Regions from separate parts of the Bombyx mori genome. Here region 2 is linked to region 1. Evidence: chromatin contacts called from public Hi-C data. All regions are on one chromosome and are shown on one strand. The core of a region is the stretch at or near the end of the contact, and the rest is flanking DNA. Distances in the headings are between cores, read along the strand shown. Region 1 overlaps LOC101740927. Region 2 overlaps LOC101740927.

Evidence for each region. Hi-C and Micro-C count contacts between places; a contact is called where the count stands out from the background.
Region 2: a Hi-C map of whole pupa shows a contact between it and region 1, with 3 times the contacts expected there. The contact joins two enhancer-like sites. A contact is called at or near these places in 2 of 7 Hi-C or Micro-C datasets (midgut and whole pupa).

Annotation. Positions count from the first base shown.
Region 1 is chr18:13,169,677-13,174,268 of ASM3026992v2, forward strand. All of the region lies in intron 3 of LOC101740927, which reads right to left. Among protein-coding and RNA genes, the nearest start is that of LOC101737357, 27 kb to the left of the region's middle. Within about 2 kb of position 3,140, at least 4 of the 8 cell types and tissues checked have open chromatin away from gene starts, as enhancers often do.
Region 2 is chr18:13,229,685-13,234,714 of ASM3026992v2, forward strand. The region is part of intron 3 of LOC101740927; the gene reads right to left. Among protein-coding and RNA genes, the nearest start is that of TRNAT-CGU, 30 kb to the right of the region's middle. Within about 2 kb of position 1,862, at least 1 of the 8 cell types and tissues checked has open chromatin away from gene starts, as enhancers often do.

The sequences.
Region 1 (4,592 bases), core at 1,890-4,389:
ATTATCAGCTTTTAGACGAAAACTCGACACAAACGCGAGGATGATAAAGATATCGCTAAACTGAGAGCGTACGTAAAAAAAAAAGCTAAAATGTTAAACGCAAAATTATATGATATGCGTTACATGCAAAATAATGTTGAACGCACGTGTTTGTATTTTCACAACTGTTTTATAGTTTTGTTATCGAAGTAAGTGTATGTTACATTATGAATGTTTACAAAAACATAATTCAGACGGGAATTATCTATGTTCACTCAATTACGAAACTCGGTAAGCACGATATAATTGATTGTAATTAAAATTTTCTTACGATAAGTGCAGTGGGTGCTTGTGATCTGAGGTCGAGCTTCTGAATTGCTTTGGAATTCGGAAGCGTTACAATGACACTACGTTTCTACTCGTCATGTAGGTATGTTGCATTGCAGATTACAAAAGCGCCCAGTCGAGCGCTTGTTCAATTATTTGTTTTGGAAAGTATTGATCAGGTCTTTGTTTTTCTTTGTTGCCTTTATAGGCAGATAAGCAAACAGCTCACCTCATGGTGAGTGGTTACTGTCGCTCATGGTCTTCAGCAATACGAGGGACACAGGAAAGCTGCTGTCTACCACTCAGTACTTTCCGCAGACTTCGTTTGAAAAACATGTAAAAACATAATTTTAAGACGCAAAAACTATGAAGACAGATGATATCTTGTGCTGAGACCATCAGTCAGTAAGCGCAATGTGGTGTCCCTAATAGTTAAAGCTGACTTAAGGCCTTTAAAAAGCAAATGGTATTGGGTTTATTTAAGTCAGGACTAAGAGCACCTACTTATCACTTGTTGGACTTCATCCTGATCAAGAGCTGCAACTTACATTCAAGCACAGCGACTTAGATTATGAAATGTATTAGGCCTGAAGATTACGTATAATGTAAATATGTTGTGTCTATGTAGCCGCCATTCAGAAGACACTTGCATGCCAGTCCACAATCTACCATAAACTACTCCTCATCATTCGTCACCACAGGATATGTTTCCGTAATTCCTATCTTGAATACCCGTGGTATTCTTTTGTGGCTTGCACGAGTTATTATTCTGTCTATTTCTGCCGCAAAATAAGCACGCGTTATGGTTCGGAACACGAGTTAACCATTATTCTAATGCGACTATGTCTTCAGCTCTGACGAAGCGGTACTTCATTATTGAAGGAATCATATGACAATTTTTTTGCCTTTATAGACCCGGCCAACCTAAAGGTCAGTCAGTGTACCTCGTGGATACCCTCCGCCGAGCCGATGCCAACTAAAAACTAAAATATGAGCTTTTTCGACAGTGTACCCATAGAACAACAACGATTGAAGTTGTCGTGATTAGTCTAGAACGCCATACACTTAACACCATTACATAATGAACGTCACATGAGTTTACATGACGCCGGCTAGAACTCATCAATCACCACTCCAGATATTTACGACTCAGAATTTCATGCGTGACCTGACACTATGCCGTGTACTTTGGCTGAGTGTCAAAAAGGTTAAAATTCTTCGCAAAGATTCGTATTTTGTTATCTCAATCACATAGACTGAATGGCGGGGTCCTAACCTTTCTTCGACTCAGCCCGACTCCGAGTTCGTAGTGGAGCCAATCTTGAAGGTCTACAAGAAAACCGAACCATATGCTACATTGTCTTCTAAAGACCTATTCGCGGTGAAAGTGCTCTCCTTTGTATTGTAAAATAGTCTTGAATAACTTACTAGTTGAATGACAATGTTGATCCACATCAGTAGGTACACCACCATACATATTTCTTATTCGAAGCAATTAGCAAATTTGCGGTAGGCAGCGGCTTGGCTCTGCCCTGGCATTGCTGAAGTCCATGGGCGACGGTAACCACTCACCATCAGGTGGGCCGTATGCTCGTCTGCCTACAAGGGCAATAAAAAAAAATGCGTTTCGGTTTAAGGGATAGATCTGTCGTGACTAAAGGGTGGCGGCATTAGTGATATCTATGGGAGGAATATAGATAAAATCAAAGGTGGAACATGAGCATGTTGTCTGCCCATCTATGCAAAAAAAATGCTGTTTCACTTTACAAAGTAATTATTAGGTTTGTTTTTATTAATAACGACTTTCGACCAATTGAACAACAACACATATTCGTGTGTTTCACAAAACTCATTACGAAATGATAATTATAATATTTTAATAGTTCTGATGACGACTTCTTTAAAATGAGTAATATTGCAGCATTATTTCCTCATATGATACATCGGATGGTGTTGAAACAGCTCTGAACACGAATTTACGTTAAATGCAACGTTCAGTAATAATAAGGTAAAGATAATTACGGAGACGGTATTTTTAGCTATTGCAGTGAACACGGTTTGTAAGAGGAGGTTTTTGTTGGAGTAGAAATGATTTAATTTAGTTAGAAGAGTAATGTAATCAAATAGATAGCTTTGCTTTATTAATAACTAATGAGAAATGGCTTTGATATAAAGGGAATTAAACACCCATCTTTGGTAAAACTGACAAAATCCGTCATAACAAGTAAAAAGCAATCCGGAATAGTTTTCAATTATTACAACCAATAAAAGTATTTTTGCCTTTCCCTCCTCAGTCGATTCCCCACCAAGAGGCATAAAGCTACATGTAATAATACGTACTTGATAAAATATTCTGCACTGAAGTCGATTAAAAGTTTTTTCGATTTATTAGTAGTAGTATTAGTTGTCTAACTGACATTTTTGTCAAGAATCTTAGGCACGATATTTAGGATTTTGTTTGTTACCTTGAAGGTGTTTTATATAACTTTACATAGTTCTTTGAAATTGCTACTAAGCCTGTGCTTCTCACAATACGCTGAGAAACAGGCAACTAGTCGAAAACGCGGTGATTACACTTTAAAAAAGCTAGAAGGTGCTAAAGTTCTCCAAACAACGGGTCAGTGCATTTTTCCTAATAATGTATTCCTGGGATTTGGTAACGTTACTACAGCATTGGCTTGCTTAGTAGCTTATTATATATGCCAAATCGGAATCCAATAAAGCTTTACCTCAAGCGGATAAAATTCTAATGAAAAATCCTGTAAATAATTCCTCTACGAGCGTGCACGTATGGATGTCAACTATTATCGTGCTGCGATAACTGTGATATCGCCTTATCAGTTGTTTGTCGAGCTCCACCGAACACCAGCCTTATCAACACTGCTTTTATACATACGTACATATATTAAAATACTGTTTTTATCGGTATTTTTCATGCGTGTTTAGGTAAATCGATTATTTTGTGTGGAGTTGCTCGGCGTTCACGCGGTTTTGCACGATTTGGAGAAACATATTTTCTTACATGATGAAGCACACGCAAAAACGTGGATCGCAGGCCATGGGGATTCTATCCATGAATAGAGATGTATGGATACAAATGAAATGGCTCGGAAATGTTCAGACTTTTACTAAATATTAAATATTCAGGACGCTAGTAAAGTTTTAACAAGACGAACAATAAGAATACCGATATTCTAAATTGGTTGTCAGTTAAAATTTGCCTTATTAATACTATCGGCAACGATTGTCTTGAAACATCTTATTTATGAAAAACACTAGGCAAAAAATCCTATCACTAAGCTCGTTTTGATCAGTTATTGTCATGTACAAAACAGGATTATGCTGCATCGTCTCAGCGATAAGATTAGGTAAAGATTACGACTGTTTGCGTCAATGCATTATTAAAAACGAATACTATCATTGTTATCGAAATTTTCAAGTTACGGACCGGTATTCAGAACAGTTCGTATCAGATAAAGAAGCATTATCTAAATAAATTGTGTGTTTGATTTCATGCAGTGCGATTGTGAAAGAATTTGAGATAAGATAATTTTGTTTTTCACGATTTCGCGTGAACACAAAGAGCACTTAAATGTCTAATCGTTGAATTTCCAGTAAATATCAGAAGACAGAGTAAACAGTCTGAAAGTGCTGGAAATTTGTCTCGAAATAGCAACTTCCTGTGAGATTTTTCATATTACTGGCCCAATACTCCGTTTAAATACGAACTCTTGCTATACTCTAATAACAACAGAGAAGCAGAGGATTGTTTGTATTGTATCATAAAACAGAAGAAGCACGATAAAAACCAGAATCAAGAATCGAAATTTTTCAAAATAAGTTTACAATTTTCCTAATTCCCAATAACGGTACGGTAGTACACATCAAGGTTTTTTTTTCAATTATGATTTTACGCTGGTGTAAACGACCACATTTTCATTTTTTGAAACAATTGCACCTAATAATAATGTATAAACGGATGCATTAGAATGCATTCTCAATATTTTTTCTGAAAAATTCAATAATATCGAACGCTAGTATTCATTACAATATTGTTTGTGTATGCCCCAAATCAACAACAAAATTGAACGTTCTTCTATGGTGTAAACGGTGGTGCTACACTCCATTTTATTAAGTTCCTCTTTCTCTCCTTACCGATCAGTATCTCATTCCATTTGATTTGCTGATTAGACTGAACATGTGCCAAAATCATTACTATCATGATATTAATCCTATATTCAGTGATGCCTCATCCAAAGATTTCCACAGCGTCATTATTTGGAAGC
Region 2 (5,030 bases), core at 612-3,111, 59 kb after region 1:
TTCGCTCTATTAAAACTCGAAATCAAATTGGTTACTTTTTTTAAAGCAGTAAAGGTGCACTAACTAAAAAGATCATTGTTAAAAATACAACTCCAGCATTGTTATATGTATCCATTATTAGATAGATGAAGCATCAACGAAAACAAAATCTTCATGTGTCTGTCGTGTGCACAACAGAAATGAAACATCCAAAAATTTTGGTTTTACCAAAATTATGAAACGTGTCAACCCTGATTCGAATGGGTTGCATCACGTCATTGTGCTAGCCTCAAAGCGCGACGCATCCACAACAAAGTAACTAACTTAGCGATTGCTTATCACCCACAAAACCTTCAAATGTAATTTCATAAATACATCGAATGTTCTTTCACACAAAAATGCAATCGTTCTGTTCAATACTTTGTTTATTTCTTTAGAGTAAAGAACATCATTAGTGGTTACCGAAGCTCACAGACACCACAAGAAGTACACCGTATTGTTAACATGTCCAAAGCCTCAACCGGGACATAGTCAATAAAACTGTATCTTATGTGAGACCAGAAGATTTTCATAACAATATCGGTTATTTAAAGCTTCTAGACAGCCGAACTAAACTGTCTGATGCTTCAAAATTGATTGAATCAAACTTCCATGACCAATTATAGAGACTCCATTTACCAATAAATTTATAATGGAGTGCTATTACCGAAGTTTAACAAAATTTACCGAACAACAAAACTGCATGGTAGTTCGAGCGCACTTTAATTAGTAGTTTATAACTTTGTTATTGTGTAGGTACTTGAAAATGCTCTTCATAAAGTGTAATTAAGGTGATACAAGAACGCGACCCTGACTTCATCGTGAAGGTGCTAATACTTTTACGATTTCCACTAACACTTTAAAGTCAGAAGATCCTAAAATAATAACATTCTTACCAGCTATTCATTAAGTGATATGGCCATGTGATCCAACCAGCTCTGTATGCTGTGTATTAAAATCTTTTATCTCTAATCTCCTCAACTTTTTCCAATATTATTTCCTATTTTTGGTGACGGCATGGGCGGATATAACCCAGCACGGGAAGGTTAATCTTACCATTCTGTCGCGAAGCTGTCATGTGTTTTGGTATCAAGGGCCTAAGCAGGCCTAAGGTTATCTAAAACAATTAAGTCTTCGATCTCATGTCTCAAAGTGAGTATTCACGTTTCTATGAGCTCCGGTAGGACCCGCTTCGTGAGCTATAAATAGGTGAACATATCGACGCTTGAAAGGAAAAAGTGACTAAGCAACTGATTTGTACATAAATCATATTCGATACGCAAAAAAAAAAATATTCTAGATCTATTAAAATCATTTCAATCCTACAGCTACTAGCTAGATTCTACTACAGGTGGATTCGTTAAAATAAATTTTGTTTTCAGGTATTTCAACTTTAAATTAGTCTACTGTAAAGTTCACGCATTGTCGCTTAGTCACGTTTGCTTTTCAAGCGTCGATATACATTGCTGGTTGATTCAAAGTGTTCATATAATTAAAGAGTATTTATACACCAAATCTGGTATGACAGACACTGTGCATCGAAGACTTCCACTTCTCTACGCCGCCAACGAATCGATACTAAAAACTTAAAGCCACTTATCAACGGAACCGAAATGTATATTGGAAATCTTAAAAACGCTTATAAAAATACCGGTCCGACCGGAAATAAATGGTTTTTCTTCTTATACACATTAAAGCCATAGTCAACGACCTTTGATGGGTGTTACGAAAACAATTCGACTATAATGAGATTTAAAATAAAATCAGTTTACTGTTATTATAGCATTGACAGAGGCGAACATAATATTCTGTGACGTCAGCCAGATATAGTTTTTATGTAACCATGATATCATTTTGTATTTGTATGCGATGATATAACGTTTACGAATGCTTAAAAGCGTTACTACATTTTTATGATCCTAAGTTAGTGAAATAAGAAGCCCAGTTAAGGTCGAGAGAAACCGCTATTATTAAAAAAAACATTAAGTTGTTTGGTCAGAGACGTCATAGATGATTTTTTAGTTATACAAGAACACAACTGATATGTACTTAACATTTAAAACAACTTTATTAAACTAACTAGACGTACTCCGCTGTTTCATTTGGGTTAATTATGTAATTCAGAATAAATGGGACTCGTTAACATTATCCTTCCCGCCTGGCCTCCAAACCACCAGTAATCCTTCAATTACAAAAAAAAACCAGGAATAAAAAGTTTCTTGTGACACTCTCTGGCCCACATAAACAAAATCTTCAGCTTTACAATATTAGTATAGATATACTTGGTATTCCCGAATGATGCCGTTTACCATGATAAAAAGTATCCTTTGATTAGAAACTAACTTTGTAAGAAATTGCGACCCGATGCGTTCAATTATTTTTGCGTGATCGAGTAACACACATACTACATACAATTGTAATTTTAGCATAGCTGATCGCCTCCTTGTTCGGGTTCAGCTTATCTATTAGCCCACAGAGTTCGGCATCCCGGTCGAAGTCAATATTTTCGTGACGGCTATTCTATGCTAAAGACTAAGTTTTGATATTCGAAGTTTGAGTGTACTTGTTCATTTGTATTTCCAGTTTCCAGACCGTTTCATTATCCAATTTCGAGTTTCTACGGTGGTGTTTGATTATTTACTGGATGATGACCGAGCTTTGCTCGGTTTTTTTTTTGATAACGCCATCTTGTCTCTTTAAAGCGGTTAGTTGCCCTCAACTAAGAAAAATAGTATTATTAGGCGCCAATAAATGTCGGGAAGAGTTGACTATTGAAATCACGAATAAAACAACATTTTCTGAAAATAAATCGTAGCTAGATCGATTTATCGCGCCCGAAATCCCCTGTATACTAAATTTTATGAAAATCGTTGGAGCCGTTTCCGAGATTCAGATTATATATTTATAATTAATATACAAGAATTGCTCGTTTAAAGGTATAAGATACGTATGCAAGCTTTTTGTTTTTCTTAAAAAGAAATCTGTGCAGATATTTTAGTCATTAGTTTTTCTGTAAAACGTTCTTCGATACGGTCAACCTGCGAATGCACCTCTGATACATTACAGTCGCACTCAAGTTCGTATTAGAGCTAGTGCGCATAACTGGAAAAAGCAGTTAATACAAGTCGAACTGCTAAACTTGATTCAGGAACCTGCTCCGAGCCGCGCATACCTTCGACTACATACCTTTCTCTTTTGCTTGTACCTTTGGCAAACTTGTACACTGGATACATAGGTATATATATTTTTCAATTCTTTATATTAGCAACCGTTGAAAAAGCAACACCAATTGCTGTGTGCTTAAAGGTATTCATACTGTTTTTAACTATTGGAGATGAGGAAACGAGACCACAACATAAAGCCGTTATCTCCCTAGAGGGAATTTTATTTATTTATTTATTAGTTGTATGAATGAGCTCACGGCCCACGTCTGTTAAGTAGTTACCGGAGCCCATATTCATCATATATCTATCAAATGCCGACACCCACCCACCCAACTTGGGACATGACTTCTAGGGTCTCAGTTTTAACAGTACAGTACAATAGCTACCCGACCCTTCAAACCGAAACGCATTACTGCTTCGACCCTGAAATAGGCAGGGCGGTGGTACCTACCCGTGCGGTCTCACAAGACGTCCTAGCACCAGTAATTACGTAAATTGTAATTTTTCGGGTTTGATGGTTTTATTAAACGACGTTATTCCTTCATCGTGGAAGTCAATCGTGAACATTTGTGAAGTACATATTTCATTAGAAAAATTGTTAAAAAAGATACCTGAAGACTTAAGAGACACGATTAAATAGTTAGCCGAACCAAAAATTAAAATAATATTTTTATAATTTGGTTAACATGGCCAGGATATAAGAACTAAAGAAATATCGTTTTGTCATCAGTCCATGATACATTTTCAAGTTAATCGGACGCCGTGAAGTTACTAAAAATTACGTTACAATATCCCGTTAGATAGATAGATATTATACAAACAGATTTTATATAGCAAATGATACGTGGTAGGGGGCAAAAAGCATTACGATCTCTTACCACGGTCTCTAAACTAATAAAAATAAATTGCATACACACAGAATAGTTCGCAGTTTAGATTGCTACAATCGCATATCGCTTGACCTATTATTAACCACAACCATATCGAATCTAATAAAAGCATGTATGTATATTGAAACAAAACAAATTTTCTTTAAGTTTATTATTACATACTATCTCCAAGCACGTCGCAAAAGGCAAAGGATATTTTTAAGGTACCGATCAAACTTCAGAATGTCGCTTTTTTTTTTGAGGCCGAGAGCCGAAACCCCTACGTGGTCCCCGCGATGCATTATCCCGATAACCGGAGATACTTAACAAGAAAGCTATTTCCGCCGTGAAGCAGTAATGCGTTTCGGTTCGAAGGGTGGGGTAGCCGTTGTAACTATACTGAGACCTTAGAACTTATATCTCAAAGTGGGTGGCGCATTTACGTTGTAGATGTCTATGGGCTCCAGTAACCACTTAACACCAGGTGGGCTGTGAGCTCGTCCATCCATCTAAGCAATAAAATAAATAGGTTTTTTTCCAAACCAAGCCGATATTACGGAGCTTTCAATCACATATGTACATATTGCTTGCACGACACTCATCGCGGGTAGAACGGCAAGAAAAACCCAGTATGGTAACGTGAGGGTCTAAAGTTATTTGCGGTTAGCGTGAGACGGTTCGACGTCCGGCCTTCGCCCAGTTGAGTGACGTGAAGGGGCCTACACGTATCCCCCACTAAATATCGAACCGAGAACGCGCACAACATTCTCGCGATTCAATTGAACAGGGTCATGCACACGAATAACAGAGACATGTCACTGGGCGAGAAACAAGACCAGCTATGTTAATCGTGCGAGTTTTAGATTACAATATTCTCATCGACATTATTGTACCCTTCGTCTCGCGTTTCAAGTACGATCTTAATCTTAGCTTTGTGGCGGTAGCCATGACAGAACACAAGATATTTGACAGATGTCTG